Regions from separate parts of the Mus musculus genome. Here regions 2, 3, 4, 5, 6 and 7 are each linked to region 1. The links are chromatin contacts, called in public Hi-C, HiCAR-type and HiChIP or PLAC-seq maps. All regions are on one chromosome and are shown on one strand. The core of a region is the stretch at or near the end of the contact, and the rest is flanking DNA. Distances in the headings are between cores, read along the strand shown. Region 1 holds the start of Lmo4 (LIM domain only 4). Region 2 overlaps Gm40159 (a long non-coding RNA gene). Region 3 overlaps Gm40159 (a long non-coding RNA gene). Region 4 has its middle 26 kb from the start of Gm40159. Region 5 has its middle 44 kb from the start of Gm40159. Region 6 overlaps Gm33651 (a long non-coding RNA gene). Region 7 overlaps Gm33758 (a long non-coding RNA gene).

Region 1 (2,511 bases), core at 5-2,504:
GATAATTTCCAACAGAAAAATCTCTCTGGAACTTACTATTAATAATCAACCCTAGTATTAACCTCAGATCGGAGATTTATTAAACCTATTTGGCAGAGTAAAGTTGAATAACTTGATGTTCAAGGATCCAGGCTGAGCTCTGGCCCTGGAAAGAGGCTCTGAAGCTAGCTAGCATTCCTCAAATCTTGGTTTGTACAAGAAACGACTAGTCTTTTTTCAGGGTCGTGAGCTAGCAGCAGGTCTGGCAAATGCTCGCATCGCTTTAGGGGGCTACGAGGGAGCTAGCATCACACCCTCTACACTGAAGCAGAATGGTGAGCAAAAAGCTTTGCCCATAAAGTTTCCTTCATCTCTGAAAACCAGGGTGTGATTTGCATTCACCAGCAACTGACAAGCATCTATGAAATGCCTCCTCCTTCCAGTTTACACTGGGGTTAATGGGAGCAAGATGGGGTTAAGCTGGCAGTACTTAGGTAGGAACTACTTCCCACTTTGCTTAAGGTTTTGAAATCTGCAACCCGAAGAATTAAACAAAACACCCGCTTTTGCACCTCCCTCCGGCAGAATGAATCCTCTACCCTAACAGGAAGAGACCCATTTCTGGGAAAGTAAGTTTCCCGAGGGTCTGTTCTCTGAGCCAGGGAAGGCGATCCCCGAGGCCCTGCGGGGGCGGGCTCCACGCGTCCTCGCGCGCTGGGCAGGCAGGTGTGGTCCTGAGCCTGGGCACGCGCTCGCTGGCCGCGTCCCCCGCGCCACCCGGGTCCCTTCTCGTGCCCCGACCCCGGGCCCCCCCCGCCTTCCCGGGCCCGGCCGGCTCAGCCGCCCGCCTCGCTCCCCGCCCCCCGAGTCTCGTTTCAGTCACCCTTTGTCCTTCCCCGGATTGGCAGGTTTTATTATTCCGCCTGAACAATCCGGCCGCCCAGTGGCTGAGGGTCGCTGACGTCGGCGGCAGAGCCGGGGAGTAGTTGGGATTCTGCTCTGTCAGTAACACATGTGTAAGCGCCGCCGAAGGAGCGAGCGAGCCGGCTAGAGGCCCGCGCCGCCGCCTCCTCCGAGCCGGGCAGCAGCAGCGGGGCAGCCGATCGGTCCAGCGCTCCCGGCCGGCCCGCAGCTCCCCACTCCGTGCGTCCTCGTACCGGCCGCGGGACCGAGCCTGCACCGCCGCTCCCGGGCCGCAGGTCGCGGGAGGGGGGAGCTCGGCCGAGCCGCCGGCGGCCCCGAGCGGGCGGGCGGGCGGGAGGAAGGCGGCGGCGGAGGAGGAGGAGCGCGGGCGCGGCGGGGGCGGGGGCGCGTACAAAGTGAAGCCACATTGCCAAACTTGCAGCCGCGATTGCAGCAGTGGCTGCTGCTGCGCCGCGCGGGCCCGGCCGAGGGAGCCTGCAGCTGCTCGCGCGCAGCCGGGGGCTGAGGACCGGGACCCTCGGGCTGAGACTTGACACTTCTTCGCCGGGCCGCCTGCCACTTAGCGTGGGGCTCCCTCTACCCGCCCCAGAGCCACGCGATTAAAAAAAAAAAAAAAAAAAAAAGCAGCCCTTAGCCCCCTCCTCCCCTTTCCTGCTTCTGCGAGAACTCCCTCCCTCCCTCCAGCTCCGCCAGCCCCAGCGCCCCTGCCCTGGAAGCCGAGCGGCTCCGCTCGCATTTCGCCGCCGCCGCCGCCTCTCGCAGTGTTGCAATATAGGGGAGAAGCAGGTAAGGGGGTGGCTGGGGACGCCGCGGGCCCGGAGGGGACGAGGGAGAGAGGGAGGGGGGAACTGATCGGGGCCGGGGCTGTTTTCTTTGGCTTCCTTCCCTTGACCGTCCCAAATTGCAAGTAAACAATACGTCGCCTTAGATAATGCGTGAGTCTGAAACTACCGGAGGCCGGCCTGCGAGCTAGCAAGGAGGGCAGCCCCGGGCCGCCAGCTTTGTAGCGGTTCCTTGCTTACAAAAGGGTTCTTCTTGGAGACGGGGCTGGTGGGGACCCTGGAGAGGGCTGGGGGCAGTTCCAGTTCCTAAAGGAAAGGCAGGGGCTGCTCAGATGAGAAGTGGTGTGTGCGTGGGTGGGGGCGATAGTCAAGACCCCCCCCCCAACACTGTTTGAAACAGGGAACGAAAAGCTCTAAGTGACCAGGAGCTGGCATTGCTGATTCTTTTAAAAAGAATTCCTCTTGGCTTATAAGTCTTTTGTTCCAATCCAGGAGAAATCCGGTGAATCACCTAATTAAAATCAAGACATGAATTAAGCATCCATTTTTGTACTACAAATGGCCAGCGCTACGTTTGTCCCTCCCTTGGTCTCCATTAAAAAACACCAGAGACGTTGTTAAAGGGGGGCAGATTTTGCCTCTAGCTGCCAGCTCTGCTTTCTATTTCACTGACTATCCCAGGACCTAAATTGCTTGGCTATGTAATTACTAGAGTATAAGCCTATTTAACTTAAAAGCTTTCTTTTTTTTTTTTTCCAACTCTAAATGAAACTTGATGAGGGCCCGTCCTTAGTTATCAGGGGAGTCACTTTCTGGTCAGTCCTCT
Region 2 (2,511 bases), core at 6-2,505, 890 kb after region 1:
TGTGCTTGTTTGTTTGTTTGCTTGCTTGTTTTATTGATCTAGAGCCTTGTATAATCTTGATATTCTAACCGATCATCCAAAGCTCTTTGTAGACAGAGTCATTAAGTGGATGTCAGGAAATCAAGCAAGGGATGCCCTTACCTCCCTTGTCTCAGCATAGGTTTCACCGCATCCCTCTTTTCTTACACAGATGGAAATTTACTATCAGAAGGGGATGACCTAGAGTCCCTTAAGAGCCAATATCTATTATTTAATTTCATTTGCCATGTAAGGTTAAATAAATCTAAGAAAGTACTGAGGACATAGGCCATAGAACTCACATGCTTTGATAAGACAACAAAGAGAGAGGCAGATAAGGAGAGGATGGCTAGAGTAGGGAAGTTGCAACTGGGTTCTCGGGACATGAAATGATCCAGTTAAATGGAGATGAAAGAACTGAATTCCACTCTGTCTACCTAATGACTTAGCTTCATGGTGGCCAATTCTAAGTATTAGAGTTTCCATAACAAACAGATGTGCTGAGTAAATACACAAAGATAACAAGGGAAGAAAGAACTTGTGAATTGGACACGGGTTTTAGCAAATAGGAGATGAGAAGTCACAAATATAATGTCCTTTATAGCAAGCAAAAGTGCAATCACAGCACAACATGCCGGGCCCTTCTCCTGATTTACCCTAGCCTCTTCTCCACTCCACCCCATATCACCATCTTTAACTTAGCTCCGGTGAAGAAGGAATAGCAATTAAGCCTGATTGTCTCTGTGATTCTGATACATGCTCCTATGTGCATTCACACAAAGCTTAGTCATCGCTATTGCTCCAGAATGTAAATTCTATTTTTTCAAGCTACAAAATTATCTAGACATTTGCCTAATACCCAAACTCCTCCCTCGCCTTCTAGCTGCAGATAGTTCATAAATCTTTAAGGGAATGCATTGACTCTGAAATTTAGTCTCCTTAAAGTAACACTTCACTCAACTTTATATCTGGAGTCACATGCTAGATTCTGGTTCTATTTCTGTTCTGTTCTATTGATTCCTGGTGGTTACAGGACACCCCTCCACACAGTGTTATCAGAGGCGAAACTGTTGCCCCAGGGCATCTCATTTTCGAAATATTTTAATGGGGAAACTTTAGTTCAATCTTGAATGAATCTTCAAGCTGCTTAAAAAGGACTGGCTGTCTCCAGATGAACAGAGAAGACGATGAGCCCCTGGGGTGAGTCCTCACCGCCCCCTCAGACTCACCCACAGCTCTCTCCAAGCTGTTATTCCTTTGTCTTCTTACGATCTGGCTTCCTCTGGATCCTCTCCAGCATTGAGCCCACTCATTTCCGTGACTTGCAGTGTCCTCTTGAAAACTAAGTAATAGAAGCAGATGCTCTAGCTCACACGCATATTTTCTCACTCAAACATTCATCACAGCTTCCCACCCGAAGCCGAGGCAGGCTCTGCTGGGAAATTCACAATCTCTAACCTAAAAACCAAAGTTGCTAGGGCTCTTCTGGTGGGTTCCATAACTATAGCTCACAGTAACTACATTTCGCTTGTACTTCTGAGGCTTTTGCTCCACCCTCTCAGATTTGGTATGGACATCCAAATCGTTTGCTAGAACCCAGATATCCCTTTCTCTGTGAGCATCCTCTCATGTAGGTGGGAAGGGGACACTCTTCTGCCTGGAGAGAAATGAAACCTACTAAGATCCTAGAATGATATTCATAACAATCTGTATATTCTTGATGTGTCTTCTTTTACACGAAGTGTGTAGTGGGAGAAAGAGACACAAAGAACAAGTCACTTCTAGTCTTTTCCATAACCTAAAAGGCCTTATACCTGGTCCATGACCCTACCTAGAATTGTATCATCTACCAAAGAATCAAAATCTTTCAATGCTAAAGACTCAAAAAAGCACACCATTACAGTAACCTTCTGTGTCTTCTAAAGGGGCTGATTCCCACTGAATGAACACAATTAATTAGTTTAAAAGACCCACATCCAGTATTTCATGTGACTACTGTTTATCTCCCATGGCATGTACAAACTTTTTTTTTTTTTTAAGAAATTGCGGGAAATGTCAAGACCCTTACTTGTTACAATTTAATTTTGTGCTGCTCAGGCAATTACAGTTCAATGAATGATGATTCTAACACATCCAAGTTTTCATTACTCTTTGCTTAATTTGTCAGTTAATGCCTTTGAGTTCCGCAGTTTCCCCAGCAGTCTTAACTTGCCATTAAAAACCTGTCAAGGAAACACAACCTTCCGATTCCAGCCGGGTTTAAAGACGGCATACATCCTTTCATTGTTAAGAAAGTTAGAGCTCACTCCTCAAGCAAAATATTCATACTTCAGGAATTCACAGTTAGGAAAGATAGCAATAATTCTATATTAGTGGGTTTTTTAATGTAACTGCTCTGCAATAAATACCAGAAATAAGAGTCTGTGCTTAAGATACTATATATCACACAAATATTACTCTCTATCCGTGGTTCTTAGTGGTTTACGGTTACCT
Region 3 (2,511 bases), core at 7-2,506, 860 kb after region 1:
ATATTCCTTTGGGAGCCTAAGAAAGGAGCCCAGGTGTGCCAACTGTACCAGCCGCACAAGACATTAATGAAGAAGCCAAAATGTCACCCCAGAGGGTGTGGTATACTGCCCATTGACCAGTCAGTTCTCTTCCATGCATATATTGTGAGAAGTCCTTCCCCCATGATCAGCCACTACTCCAGGGCTAGAATAGGAACCAACAAAGAAAGAGAGGAAGCGGCTGTAAAGGCCACTCCTCTTGTAGTGAGGTTCCTTCCGTTCTTATGAATGAGCCAAGAAAGGAATGAACCACACATCTGGTGTCAGAGGAGACATGTTGCCTGACTGGGGAAAAAAACTATTTCTTCGTTACTACTTCAAAGAAATGATAAGCCATCCTGACCAAATATATATTAAGAGGGAAGATACCAAGGAGAGGATCCCTGACTATGAGCCACCAGCCCATGCTGAGCTCTTCTTCCTTTCAACGGGTCATGGGTGTCTATTTGGGTGGAGAGATATGAATTTGTTCTCTGCTTTCAGAGAACAACCAGTGGTTCTAATTTCAAGGGCAGATGATGAAGCAAAGGTGGTTTAGGGAAATTCATGTCCAGTTTCAGAAGGTAGTGTTTCAAATCCCAGAAGGGTCGGTTTCTTCATTCTCCTCTAACTATGAAGGGGATAGATGCCTGAAGACCAGATCCAGCACCAAGGATTCAGTCAGGGAGACGTCAAGTCAGAAAGAGAAGTACTGTCCTCCTACCTCCGGTGACTCCTCCAGTTCAGACACAAGACAAGGCAGACATTGTACAACTAAGCCCATGTTTGCCCATAGTGACTCTGCACTATGATCAAGTACAAAAGGTCACAGTGGTCCCCTGAACTGCCTTCCCATCTCATTCCCTATCTGTATCTCCATCAGTCATACAACATGATGGAGGGAAATGCAAGGCTTCCTTCCACTGCAGATGTCTTTATTTATGACTTACAATTGAGAAACAGACCGAATCTATTGTAGCACACTTTTTTTCTCTTGATTTTACCACTTATATTGCCAAGTCCACTGATACAGGTAGATTTTTTTATTGCTCGGGGCTGTTCTTGTAAATCAAAAGTAAAATAAGCTGGTGGAAGGCACAGCCTGTTTTTAGATGGCCCATGCTAGAACGCAGCTTGTCATGTAACTTGCCATATTCTGCACTGTAAACCCTCTACTCCGATTTCCAACCTGAGTGGTCAAGGGAGCGGCTGACTCGCTGCAATGCTGTAAGCGCCAAGGGCACCGCATGTGGACTGTGAACACAAATGTAGCCATCTGGAACTACTGTCACGGCCCCACAGTAACCTTACTTGGCATTTTCCTTCATCATTTCTTAGTGAACTACAGACAAAATCATTACAGTGGCATGTGAACTTTGTAATGTTTGTGTCTCATCCCTTGATATTAGTCAAAGATAAACCAAGTTTAATTTGTCTAGCTCGAACTTTGGTCCTAACTAATACATCCCACTTTATCCCTTTAACACTGATTACAGTATCCACTTAGTCTTCTTGCTGGCCAGGACCACACTTCTGCCAGTAAATCACTCCAGTGAATTGCTCTTTGCCAGATCCCCGACCTGTCCATTCCTTTCTTTAGTCCCAGTGAACTTTATGGCTGAATCTGTATGTTTCTAACCACATAGTCAAATTATACCTACCAGTATATAGACCACTTGGAAAGCTTATAGTGGTAGACACAGTTCAAGTTTCAGGGAAAATAATATTTTTTTTCTATTTCGAACCATAACATATAAGTTTAATAGCCCCAACGTTCTGTTACTCAATTGGACATAAAATCTGATTTCTGTAAAGTTTCTTGGTTTTCCCTATTTTTAAATATAATTCTTTTAAGTATTTCATTAATAAACATTTAGCATTGTATCAGAAGATATTATAATGATTTTTCTGCTTTTATCATCAAATATAATTTAAGAACTTATGAGAGAAATTGGTTGTATTCAGTCCAGTCTTCAGCATTGTGGTGGTTTTCTTTGCTTTCTTGAGTTTCCTAAATCTTCTTCTATTAGTAAATCTTTAAGAAAGGTTTTGCTAGGAATCAGGTTCCAAACTGACCTCTCTCATTTTCTGGACATGAACCACTTTGCCTCTTCCCTCTGGTCTTCTTGTTTCCAGTGGGAATTTTGCCATTCTCTGAATTACTGTCCCCTCCTACTGCAGCAATTTCAAACAAACAAACAAACAAACAAACAAACAAAAACAACCCAACACCACCACCAACAAAAACATTGTTAAAATGTCTTGTGGTATGCATGTCTTTGTGTTTGCCTTATTAGGATTTGCTTGTCTTCTGACAGATTATGTATACATCTTTCATCAAATTAAAAAACATTTAGGATGTTTTCAAATACTATTCCTTAAAATCTCCTCCCTCTCCCTCTCCCTCTCCCTCTCCCTCTCCCTCTCCCTCTCCCTCTCCCTCTCCCTCTCCCTCTCCCTCTCCCTCTCCCTCTCCCTCTCCCTCTCCCTCTC
Region 4 (2,511 bases), core at 9-2,508, 800 kb after region 1:
ATATATTTGGTATCTATAACCAGTTTGGCAGCTCTTCCTAGGGGAAGACTATTTTTCATACTGTCAGCATTTCTTAGTTACTTACAACAAGATTTTTGTGTATGTTTTTCTTTTACTTCATTTCGTCTTTGGTTTTTCACCTTTATTTATTCCAGGGCATGAGGGATTCTCTGTCTATAATGAAGGGGTAGATGGAAGCCATGTAAACAATGGATTGAGAGACAGTGAGATGGGACCTAGGAAAGCTACTCAAAAAGCAACGATTTAAGGGAAGTATTTGCTCCCTCAGTACAGTTGCACTCAGAGGAATAAGTAACTAGCTTCAGGAGATACCTTCCATGTGATGAAGGGATTGTGATGCACTGGAGAGAAGAGACTAGAAAGGATGACAACTCAACCAACTGTGTGAAGTATCGAGTTAAGAGACAGCAGTCAAGATGGAACTGGGAACAAGAAAAAAAAAATGAATTACTAAGTTATATCATCAGAGTCGAATACCATGTTATGCTAGACATGTAGTTGATGGACAAGATGGCAGAGTATTTCCCTGAAAATACTTCTAAAAAAATTAGTTTACTTCTAATTCTCTGGTCCTGTATTTCCTGAAAACATATTTCATCTATACTATGTAGTTCTTTCTGCACAGGGAGGCAGCTATGTGGGTCCCTGACAATGTACTAAGAAACACCCCCCTCTCAGCTCTACACCTTCAGATGGGCCTAACTTCTCCATATTCACACTCCCAGTGTGACTTCCCCATGGTCATTCTCTTGCCATTGATTGGGTCCCAAAGCACCCTACTGAACCTTATCCATGTGAAAGAAATCTCCAGAACCCAGTGGGTGTCTAAAACCACGGAAAATCAAACCTCAAATGTACTCCTTTCTCCATCTTCATTGGGCTTTTAACATGGATTATACCGACTTTACAGTTTAAGATGGAACAGTAAAATTATCCCATAGTTTTCTTTTCTCCTATCTTTGGAGTTTCAAGGATAGAAGTTTCAATTTTGCTGTAAATCTGTCCAAACTCAATACATACTTTTCTTTGCCATCTACTGTCCCACAAGAACATTCCTTCTCATTCTCCTTTCTTCTCTTTAACATCACTGCCATAGCACTTTGGGTACCAAACATAATACGGCATACTTGAACACCAACACTGCAGCAATTTTGCAGCAGATCTGCTAAACAAAATGGCTACTCAGTGACTCACAGTTCTAAAGTGCTTGCAGTGTTGATACAGCAGGCAAAGGGCCAACTCACATCCTAGGGTGAGGTGGGTACGGCAAGAGGTTTCATCATTCTGTTCAGAATGGTGCACAACATAAGGTAATTATTTCTGGAATTTCCCAGACTTGGGTTATCATAGCTAAAATTGTGTAAGTGGAAATGGTAGAGAGGTGACTATTACTGTATCTATAATAACAAGTTAGGGATAGAGCCAACTGATATGTAAACAGGATCTTTCAATGTGGAGAGGAGCCAAATACTCCCTGGAAAGGCTTCCTCACTGGGAATGCCCCTCACTCTTGTAGGTTGTTACATCAAAAGAAATATACTTCCTTTTGTCAGGACACAGACTGATAATTGGGTCTCCTCACTATCATTTCCTTACCACCAGCAAAAATCCTCCTTTCTTTTTGTTTGAAGCCCTTGTGCTTGGGGGTTAAAAAGTCAAGAGAGTCATCTTGATCCAGAGGCAAAGGAAAGCACCAGTGGCCTGTATACCCTTCACTCATCATGAGGACATAAAATTACTCACGGAACAGTAGGGTAGGGTGCACCATTGCAGATCATGTTGGCAAAATACGTTTGAAAAACCTTTCCCTTGCTTTCAGAATTATAAGGCATTTGTTGGTCCTAGGCACAAAGAGGTAGGATGCACAGGCATGTGTGGGTGCTTGGAAGGAAGAAATGGAGGTGTTGTAATCATAATCTCAAATTTAAAAAATCTACATAAGTGTGTGTGTGTGTGTGTGTGTGCACGTGTGTGCTCATGTGTGTGTGCATGTGTGTGTATTTGTGTGTGTTTCTTCTTTATTCCTCTGTTCCATCCCCTTTCTCTTCTTCCTTATTGTTACAAACAAGCTTATTCTAGTCATTCTATGGTTCCTAGAAACCTCAGAGCTATATTTGCAATGGAGAACTAGATAATACATTAGCAGTTATGCAGGACTGTGAACAGATACTCTAAGATTTCTTGTCTTGACTTCATTTGTTCTTAATTTCTCTTCACTGATTATCTCATGCATGAACCCTGACCTCCTGAATGGCACTGGGTAATCATGCATCATTTTAAGCCATTTTTGATTATACAAGCCATAAACAAAGAGATGGAGCAAGAGAGAACATAAAATAAATAAATACATGTTCTAAAGGACCCCTCTCTGCAGAATGAAAGTTTTATGTGCAGAAGCTATAAAACCCAGAGGGACAATGTGTGCTTTTCTGAAGGTGATTTCGAAACAGGGCCATTTGGATAATCTACCTTGTAGCATACAATTTTCTG
Region 5 (2,511 bases), core at 4-2,503, 780 kb after region 1:
TGAGTGACACTTGACAGCTTCATGTGCTTAGAAATCCAGGGTAGAAACAAGTTCTGGGGCCAGAGCTAGAGGACAAGCCTAGCTCTTATTTCCTACCCTGAGTTCTCCCTAGAAAAGCACACAAGTTGAGTTTTTAATCTCCGTAGAGCTTGTTTAACCCAACTTCAAAATAGGGATGAAAACCACTCTAAACATCTTTGTCTGGTTGTAAAATTAAACAGTTAAATTTAATGGTTAGTTCGACTCATGGCACAGAGCGAGTGCTCATGGAACAGACACAATCACTGTGGTTATAATTGGGCCTCAGGCAACTGTGATCTATGTGTGCTGTATACAACTAGGCATGCCTCAACCTTGTAATGGTACCACATGAATTTCCAAATCTTGTTTTGGATGTGAAATGGCCCCTAGACGCTCACAAATTTGAACACTTGGTCCCATCTGGTAGTACTGTCTTGGAAGCAAGAAAAACCTTTGGGAGAAAGATTCTAGCCTAGGGAAGTGGATCACTGTGAGGCAGGCCGTGAGGTTTACAGCCTGTGCCCCATTCCCTTTCTGTCATTCTGCTTCCATTCTGCCAAGATGTGAGAAAGAGAGGCAGCCCAGCAGAATATTCGTGTTACTATGATCTGCCCATCACTCTGATGGAATATACCTCCTAATAGAGTGGGCCAAATAAACCCTTCCTCCCATGAGTTGCTGCTTATTGGGTAGTTGGTCACAGCAATGACAAAAATAGCTAATGCAGCCGATATCTCTACTCTTTGATGTTTTATAGAGACCCCGTGGACATCAGGAGTCATCAGTCCTCTTTGTTTGTTTGCAGCACTTTGGTTGGGTGGACCCTTAGCCCAGATAAACAAAGAAATAACAAAGATCAGCCACTGCCACAGTTCAGGATGAATACTGGATAGATAGAGAAATTTCAAAGTAATCATGCAAAGAGGAGAGGAGACCACTTCTGTGCCATACTCAGCTATTCCGGACAGTGTGCATTTTTCTAGATAACTGATAACTGACTGCATTTCCAAAGGCTCCCTTAAAAAGGAAAGCTCTTTGTGGCATCTGTAAGATTCGATTAAAGGGCCTGTATAAGCACACATCTAGTTGAACCAAATGAGAGATAAATTAACCTATAAACAGCATGCTCTTTCTTGTGGAATCCTCTAATGGCCTGATTTAGGATATCAGCAGACGGGAGGTCAGTGCCTAGTGCTTTCAGAGTTCAGCCTATTCATTACAATCAGGTTCACCATGCCACAAAGAGGTTCTAATGAAATACCCTCCAGCCATCCCCATAGAGGGGCAGCTTGTGTGTGCACAAGGCATGAGGGGAGGTAGCAGGCAGACAATGGTCATTTTGTATTTCCAGATAGGTAGGGGTCCAAACAGAGCCTCTGCATGTACTAAGTTGTATTCTTTCAAGGAGAGCCTCTCACTGAGACATCTTACCTGGAAGCTTCTTTAAGCTTTTAGCAGAAATGCTCTAGTTCACATTTAAAGAAAAAAAGAAAAAGAAAGGAAGAAAGAAAGTAAAATAAGAAAGCACTGTTTGTCACTAGTCAGTGCCCTCCAACATCAGGTCTCTAGTAGGAAGAAAGACATTAAAACTGTGCCTGATTTCACTGAATTCCTCTCAATCTGAGCTGACAGTACATCCCTTAAGCCTTCTTCCATAGTCTGGGGGGGGGGGGAGAAACAGATATACTTTGAAACCTGCAAAATCATATCTTCAAATAATAGAACATACATGCTTGCAGGATTTGTTTCTTTTCAAGAAAACCAAAGTACTTTAGAGGCCTGAAAAAATAAAATAAAAAAGACTGCTTTTGTGTCCACATCCACTGACACACACACAAGAGCTTTCTAATCTGTCTGTGAACCAAATTAAGAACATCCCAGCAAGAAAACATTCACTTTTAGCGCACACATATCACATCCCAGGGAGTCTTACTGACTTGGAAATATCCAGTTTCCTGCAGTATTAGAGGATAAAGGAGAAAGCTGCCTTTTACGTGTGCTTCACGAGGGATGCAGAGGCGCAACGTGATGCATTTGTAAGTGGTCTAAGTGCATTGGAGACAAAGCCCAGGGGTCTTTGGTGCTGTTTCCTGTGAGGACCCCTGCTACGCGGAGAGGATTCTTCAAACGCTCCTTCTAAACCCGTGTCACTTTTCTATGCGAATTCACCATGCGAGTCAGACAGAAGATCTAGAGGAATTCATTCCACAGAATATCCTAAGGCAGAAGGAGTGATTTTTCAGGGTAATTTTTTAAAAATCCCTCCTTATTTGGTTATTAATGGCTTATGTTTTCCCACATAAGCACATATACACTTTTCAAACATTCTTTTCTGTCATGCCTGGAGTTGACAGAGGGAAGTCAGTTGACCAGAGCTGATAATAACCAAGTATAAAACATTAAAATCTGCGGCTTCAGAGCCTTAAGTGGTTAGGAGCACGTACTGCTCTTTCAGAAGACTGGAGTTCAGTTCCCAGCACCCACACTGGG
Region 6 (2,511 bases), core at 8-2,507, 630 kb after region 1:
GGGAGGCGTAGCCCGGGCTTTCAAAGCCGAATGCAGATTAGCTTATTTTAATTGCTGACTTCTGAATATGGAATACATTTTCCAGTCATAGGGAAAGGTGAATAAATGCACCCGGAGCCTCCTCCATGATGGAGATAATTACACTGGGATTGAAAAACATCCTCGGGAGCAAAGAGCAACGGGGCTGGATCGATCGAGACAGATCTTCCATGATGCCCTTTGTGTCTGATGTGCCTTCCAATGGAAATGGAGAGTGTTCTCTTTGATGGTACCCTTCCTGCGCAGAACTCGTCCTCGGATGAAATGGAGGGAAAGGTTCAGCATGCTGGAAATAACCTAGAACGCAGTCCTCACACAGCAGAATCCCATTAAAACAGCACATGCCCTTGATTCTCTTGAGAGTTTCTTAAAGACAATAGGTTTTCTTAAAGGGAATCCTCTGGGACTTTCAAACCCTTTAATTGTTCTGAATTTCTCTAATTGTAGGAGTTGCTGAAAGGTACTTTATATATTGAGCGAATTGTCTGTATTCCCCAGGGCTCATCCCCCTCCTTGGGCCTTTCCTTTCCTGTTGTCAGGTATACAATGCTGCTATTTCAAGTCAATGTCATGAAAGGGCTAGAACACTTTATTACGGTTTAGGACAGTCCACTGGGCACTAGCATCGCCCGACCTTTATAATAACGAGGTGAGCTTCGGAAACATGTTTTGAAATCGCCCATATAAATGCTCATCTTGTCTCCTCCCACATTCAGCCTTCTGTTGGTAAACATTCTGCAGTCCAGCAAACACCACCTGAAACCGGACTCACACCTTACACCACACGGGGCGAGCCCAGTATGAAACTTTACATGATTTGTGGCCTCAGAACATTAAAAGGTGTAGGTGAAATGAACTTTAGCAGTACATTTTTATCTGAACATATTCCAAATATCTTTACTTTAACATATAACTGGATTCATATTTTTCTGAGAGAGGCCTTTTGAAAAATCAGACATTTCACAAGTTGGTTCTGTGTTCTCTATAGACAGCTCATCTCGGTTCATCCTGGTGATTATTCCCTGGCTCGGTGGTCACTGTGATTGTGGTATCCTAGGTCAGCTCTGCACATGCTCAAAGCTTTCTAACTCGTTAAGGAGTTGAGCTGATTTCACTCTGGGTTTTATTAGCTTTGGCATCTATCAGTGCTACTAGTTTCCTATCAGCAACGTGTGCTTCAAAACTCCACACGCCTTGGAAGGTCTGAGGAAAGCCAGGGCCCTATCAAGTAACAACAGGCCCTTGTGGGCTCCAGTGAGCTAAACCTGATATAGCGCAGTGTTTACTCTAAGAACAGAAAGTCCTCTTCGTTTAAGATGACTGTTTTCTTCATGTGTGTCCTCGGAACTACCAATCAGCACAAACAAGAAGAAAGGGCTTTTGCTACGGGAGGCAAAAAGCAAAGCATCTGATTCTGTTCTCTGACCATGTTTTATTGAGGCCTGGCAAGAGTTTCCAGTTCCTCTGGAGTCTGTCTCCTCCCTACAGGACATTTTCAAACCCATAGCTTTGCAGAGTTTGTCTTTGGACTGGTGTTCCTCTCTGGATATTCTGCTACATGTTCACCCTGACAGGCAGTCACTGCAAACATCTCAAGCCTGTCTTCACTGTGAGATAATCAAGAAGGCTGTGGGTAGCTTTTAAGTTCAAACTTTAAGAAATATATTAGATTCTCAAAGCATATGTTTCTTCCCCTGTCTTCCCACGCACCCCAATCAAAAAAGCATGGAATCAGCTCTGTAATTGTTTCCCTAGGGGAAAAATAGTACGTCCCTGTGAATGTGATCTTTAGCATCTATCAGTATGAAGGAATGTCCTCCTAGTTTTACAGAGTCAAACTGCTTGAAATGTTGAGCTATGAAAGCAGTCACGAAGTAGGGGACCAGCTCAGTAGTGAAGAAAGAAAACTGAGGGCAGCTCCTTTCCCAGGTTCTATTCTTATAAAATTTGTCCGAATATGTGTTCTAGAATGCTAACCCTTTCTGACCTATGGTTCAACTCCCTTTAAACTCTCCCCTATGGCTTCAGAAGTCCATGAACCTAAAGACTGTCTTTTGATTCCATATTGTCCACAACACAACAAAAGCCTCAGCATATTAACTGGTTTGAAGGGAAATTAAAGCAAAGAAAAGGCCAAGAATCATGGGGGTCAAAATTTTAGATTTAGAAGGAAAGTTAATCATGAGTTAAGTACTTGTATCATAACTTACATCTTTCAACTTAGTCCGATTTTATTTCCTTTCCAGTTGGTATTAATTGTTGATATTTATTCATTAGATATTAGACTATTACAGAAAAGGTATGAATGAAATGATATGATTTTTAGTAGTTTCTTTCATTTTTCTAGTTAGCTAAGCCTGGGTACTTGCTGGTTAAACCAAGGCAACAAAGAGGACAAGATGCTAACACTCACTTGATAACAACTATCTGTGTGTCTCCAACATTGGACAAGCCTGATAAAGAAGGAAATAG
Region 7 (2,511 bases), core at 5-2,504, 600 kb after region 1:
TCATGACTGGGTTGATGTCCCAGTCCCACTGGTGGGAGCCTTTCCTGTTATAGAAGATCAGGCTCAGTCTCCATTACTAGGAGACTGCACTAGGGTCCCTTTCTAGGAATCCAGAGAGTTCCCAAGTTCCCACTGTACTATTAACCTTGGCCCTTAACATGACACCACCAACAAAAAAAATCTTTGTTTCCTTTTCTTTCCCTAAGGTAAACTGGGTCATAACTTTTGCATAAACAGTGTTACTCATCATGTGAGGCATTTTTGTCATTCAATTAATATGTCCCTCATTTGTTTGGGACATAGTCCCTGAATAATCTAGGTGATTATTACTATTATCATGGATCCTTCACTAATCCTTCTCATTTATTTATTCATTGAAAACAAGGCTGAATTCCTCGACAGTGTGAAGCATTGTGCTAGCTGGTAGTGCTGATAATCAAATTAGGAAATGGTTCCAACTCACATATTAACCTAGTGTGGTCTCATAAAACACTACAAATGGTGCAGGTTACATACATGCACCTTCATTCAATTATATAATATGTCTTTTTAAGGATCCTATTCAGAAACAAGTTTTAGTCTAGATCTCCCATTTTATATACCAACCTTCTCTTGCTCCTTCAGCCTGCTGCCTTCTAAGGCAGCCTGGAAGTTTTCTCAGAGGGTTCTCAGTTCAGTTTCATAAAACATTGGCCTTAATGGGACTGTGGTAGAATCAACACTAGGTACAGCAATGTGGAGGATTGCAGTGAGATATGGTCCGTGTCCCTCACATCAGAGGATTTTTAATCTTTTGTAGAAAATGATACTTTATACATTAGAGATCAGACTAACTCTAGGACAACCTAAAGGAAGATGGCAAAATGAACGTAATCAGTTTACATCCAAGGGTACGGGAGAGATCAGACATAGCTGTGAGAACTGTAGGCTGTAGGAGAAATGAGGGTTGCTTAGAATCTTCCAAACATTTCTCAGAGAATATTACTGAATGCTACACAAAGCAAACCAGAGGCTTCTTCAAGTTTGTCATTCACTGAGTTCTGTTACAGAATACTAAGAGATCATGAATATTGGTTAACATGTGACAGGAACAACAGAAATATTTAGGAAGATGGCCTGTTGACACTGGGGAACAGATAAGGAGAGGGAAATCAGGAGACCTCACAACTCTGGTACAGGATCACTCCTAGTACTGCATTCGCAAGGATGTCTACAAAAATCAAAACTCTTGCCAGGACACTGGAGGCAAATGGCTGACAAGTCTGAGGTGAATCTGTTGCCTCATCAAGTAGGAGTTTTAAATCAGGTCAGCCTCGCTCCCTTAACGTATGCAGTGTTAAAAATCTATTTCTAGAAATTACTATCGTTCTCATAGTCTCCCTTATTAAGAGCCATGATTTATAGCTAGGTGTGGTGGTGCAGGCTTCTCACTAATACCTGCTATTCATTCTTAGTGAGGGATCTGGGTTCCGCAGAGGGCTCCCTAGCAAAGAAGGTGCATGCATTCAGTGTGAATCAAGCCTTGCTTTTAGAGGCCACAGGCCTACTCAGTTTCCTGCTGGGGTTCTGTCCAAGAACCTAATTGTTAATGGCTCCCAGCTGTGCCACAAAGGACATTTCTTTAACTCCTTCCTTCCCAGCTCCTAAAGAGTACCCTCTGCTTGGACTGTCAAATCCTAGGAGTGGGCTTGAGTAGAGATAAGGACTTTGTGGCAAGGTAGGAAAATCTGAGAATGAAATGGTGCTTGTACCAGTTCCAAATTTACTAGGTGTGTGCTACCTTCCCTTGTCAAGGTAACATGTGAGTGTTCATTTTGAATCCTAGAATATCAAAAATCCTTCGCTCTCTGGCACTCTTACATTCCTGGCAGATGTCTATTATTCTTTATTTATGCATCACTTGCCTGTTTTAGTCCTGTTTCATCTCAACTGGAGAGTCTTCTATTCTACCTCCATCCCTACCCAGTTTTGATAAGCTTTATCATCTTCCATGGAAGCCCCTGGTGACTCCCGCTCTGAGACTTGTCCATGCAAGTGTGCAGGCCTCTGAGCAGCCTGGGAACTCATGCAATTTTTTTTTTTAAATCTTCTCTATGTGTTATCTCCTGTTGCAAAATGAATGTCTTTGGTAGCTCAGTCTGCATGGGTTTCTTTGCCAATTCTGTGTTTTTCCTTCTGGTCGTAAGAAACTTCTTTCTTTTATGGGAACTGCCAGCCAGAGATGAAGACTTTCCATTACCTTTATGTCCTGTTCTTAAAACTCCCTTAGGAACTTGTTTTCTTCCTATTCCAATCTTTCAAGATCTTCGGGGGCCCTGGCTCTTTCTACTACTATTTTTTCAAGTCTACATTTATATCAGTCACCAAGTCCCTAGGCACCCTCCCATACCCTTCTATGCACTGGCAATACACAAATCTGCTCCCCAGTACCCCAGTCCACCTCAGCTTCCTTTTTCTCTCTCAGCCCATTGCTGGGATTTGCACAGAAATTAGAATTCTCTGTACCACAGT

The links. A called contact is a pair of places that touch in the nucleus more often than the background predicts. HiCAR-type assays count read pairs that join an accessible place to other places. HiChIP or PLAC-seq counts read pairs in DNA pulled down with a chosen protein or histone mark.
Region 2: a Hi-C map of cortical neurons shows a contact between it and region 1, with 3 times the contacts expected there. The contact joins the enhancer-like site here to the promoter of Lmo4 in region 1. A contact is called at or near these places in 4 of 39 promoter capture datasets (the 3T3-L1 cell line, cranial neural crest, hippocampal neurons and 1 more), 6 of 484 Hi-C or Micro-C datasets (cerebral cortex, cortical neurons, forebrain and 1 more) and 12 of 115 datasets of contacts at active chromatin or transcription factors (SST interneurons, craniofacial prominence, embryonic basal ganglia and 7 more).
Region 3: a contact with region 1 is called in a HiCAR-type map of kidney, with 4 times the contacts expected there. The contact joins the enhancer-like site here to the promoter of Lmo4 in region 1. A contact is called at or near these places in 5 of 39 promoter capture datasets (the 3T3-L1 cell line, the C10 cell line, frontonasal cranial neural crest and 2 more), 2 of 484 Hi-C or Micro-C datasets (cortical neurons and frontal cortex), 13 of 115 datasets of contacts at active chromatin or transcription factors (bone marrow-derived macrophages, craniofacial prominence, embryonic basal ganglia and 9 more) and 1 of 9 other capture datasets (macrophages).
Region 4: a contact with region 1 is called in a FOXA1 HiChIP or PLAC-seq map of pancreatic cancer cells. The contact joins the enhancer-like site here to the promoter of Lmo4 in region 1. A contact is called at or near these places in 4 of 39 promoter capture datasets (the 3T3-L1 cell line, 3T3-L1-derived adipocytes, the C10 cell line and 1 more), 1 of 484 Hi-C or Micro-C datasets (the N1E-115 cell line), 15 of 115 datasets of contacts at active chromatin or transcription factors (craniofacial prominence, embryonic basal ganglia, embryonic forebrain and 11 more) and 2 of 9 other capture datasets (embryonic stem cells and pancreatic islet).
Region 5: an H3K4me3 HiChIP or PLAC-seq map of neural tube shows a contact between it and region 1, with 3 times the contacts expected there. The contact joins the enhancer-like site here to the promoter of Lmo4 in region 1. A contact is called at or near these places in 4 of 39 promoter capture datasets (the 3T3-L1 cell line, the SN4741 cell line, maxillary cranial neural crest and 1 more), 1 of 484 Hi-C or Micro-C datasets (uterus) and 12 of 115 datasets of contacts at active chromatin or transcription factors (craniofacial prominence, embryonic basal ganglia, embryonic forebrain and 9 more).
Region 6: an H3K4me3 HiChIP or PLAC-seq map of craniofacial prominence shows a contact between it and region 1, with 6 times the contacts expected there. The contact joins the enhancer-like site here to the promoter of Lmo4 in region 1. A contact is called at or near these places in 5 of 39 promoter capture datasets (cranial neural crest, frontonasal cranial neural crest, liver and 2 more), 3 of 484 Hi-C or Micro-C datasets (cortical neurons, frontal cortex and pancreatic cancer cells), 16 of 115 datasets of contacts at active chromatin or transcription factors (acute myeloid leukemia, bone marrow-derived macrophages, craniofacial prominence and 12 more) and 2 of 9 other capture datasets (macrophages and pancreatic islet).
Region 7: a contact with region 1 is called in an H3K4me3 HiChIP or PLAC-seq map of craniofacial prominence, with 8 times the contacts expected there. The contact joins the enhancer-like site here to the promoter of Lmo4 in region 1. A contact is called at or near these places in 10 of 39 promoter capture datasets (3T3-L1-derived adipocytes, cranial neural crest, embryonic stem cells and 7 more), 13 of 484 Hi-C or Micro-C datasets (B cells, the C3H10T1/2 cell line, CD4 T cells and 8 more), 16 of 115 datasets of contacts at active chromatin or transcription factors (the 230-238 cell line, acute myeloid leukemia, craniofacial prominence and 11 more) and 3 of 9 other capture datasets (embryonic stem cells, liver and macrophages).

Annotation. Positions count from the first base shown.
Region 1 is chr3:144,203,998-144,206,508 of GRCm38.p6, reverse strand. It overlaps Lmo4 (LIM domain only 4), which reads left to right and starts at 1,254. Exons shown (of 5, transcript NM_010723.3): 1 at 1,254-1,689.
Region 2 is chr3:143,315,490-143,318,000 of GRCm38.p6, reverse strand. The region is part of intron 1 of Gm40159 (a long non-coding RNA gene); the gene reads left to right. Among named protein-coding and RNA genes, the nearest start is that of Gm33514, 6.6 kb to the left of the region's middle. Within about 2 kb of position 1,255, at least 18 of the 459 cell types and tissues checked have an H3K27ac peak or open chromatin away from gene starts, as enhancers often do. A contact at or near this core is called in SST interneurons, cortical neurons and neural progenitor cells, where this site is marked.
Region 3 is chr3:143,339,101-143,341,611 of GRCm38.p6, reverse strand. The region is part of intron 1 of Gm40159 (a long non-coding RNA gene); the gene reads left to right. Among named protein-coding and RNA genes, the nearest start is that of Gm52618, 7.1 kb to the left of the region's middle. Within about 2 kb of position 1,256, at least 1 of the 459 cell types and tissues checked has an H3K27ac peak or open chromatin away from gene starts, as enhancers often do. A contact at or near this core is called in kidney, where this site is marked.
Region 4 is chr3:143,404,073-143,406,583 of GRCm38.p6, reverse strand. No RefSeq gene overlaps it. Among named protein-coding and RNA genes, the nearest start is that of Gm40159, 26 kb to the right of the region's middle. Within about 2 kb of position 1,258, at least 6 of the 459 cell types and tissues checked have an H3K27ac peak or open chromatin away from gene starts, as enhancers often do. A contact at or near this core is called in pancreatic cancer cells, where this site is marked.
Region 5 is chr3:143,422,488-143,424,998 of GRCm38.p6, reverse strand. No RefSeq gene overlaps it. Among named protein-coding and RNA genes, the nearest start is that of Gm40159, 44 kb to the right of the region's middle. Within about 2 kb of position 1,253, at least 5 of the 459 cell types and tissues checked have an H3K27ac peak or open chromatin away from gene starts, as enhancers often do. A contact at or near this core is called in neural tube, where this site is marked.
Region 6 is chr3:143,573,412-143,575,922 of GRCm38.p6, reverse strand. All of the region lies in intron 1 of Gm33651 (a long non-coding RNA gene), which reads right to left. Among named protein-coding and RNA genes, the nearest start is that of Gm33651, 7.6 kb to the right of the region's middle. Within about 2 kb of position 1,257, at least 8 of the 459 cell types and tissues checked have an H3K27ac peak or open chromatin away from gene starts, as enhancers often do. A contact at or near this core is called in craniofacial prominence and second pharyngeal arch cranial neural crest, where this site is marked.
Region 7 is chr3:143,608,899-143,611,409 of GRCm38.p6, reverse strand. All of the region lies in intron 2 of Gm33758 (a long non-coding RNA gene), which reads right to left. Among named protein-coding and RNA genes, the nearest start is that of Gm33758, 6.4 kb to the right of the region's middle. Within about 2 kb of position 1,254, at least 12 of the 459 cell types and tissues checked have an H3K27ac peak or open chromatin away from gene starts, as enhancers often do. A contact at or near this core is called in the C3H10T1/2 cell line, craniofacial prominence and second pharyngeal arch cranial neural crest, where this site is marked.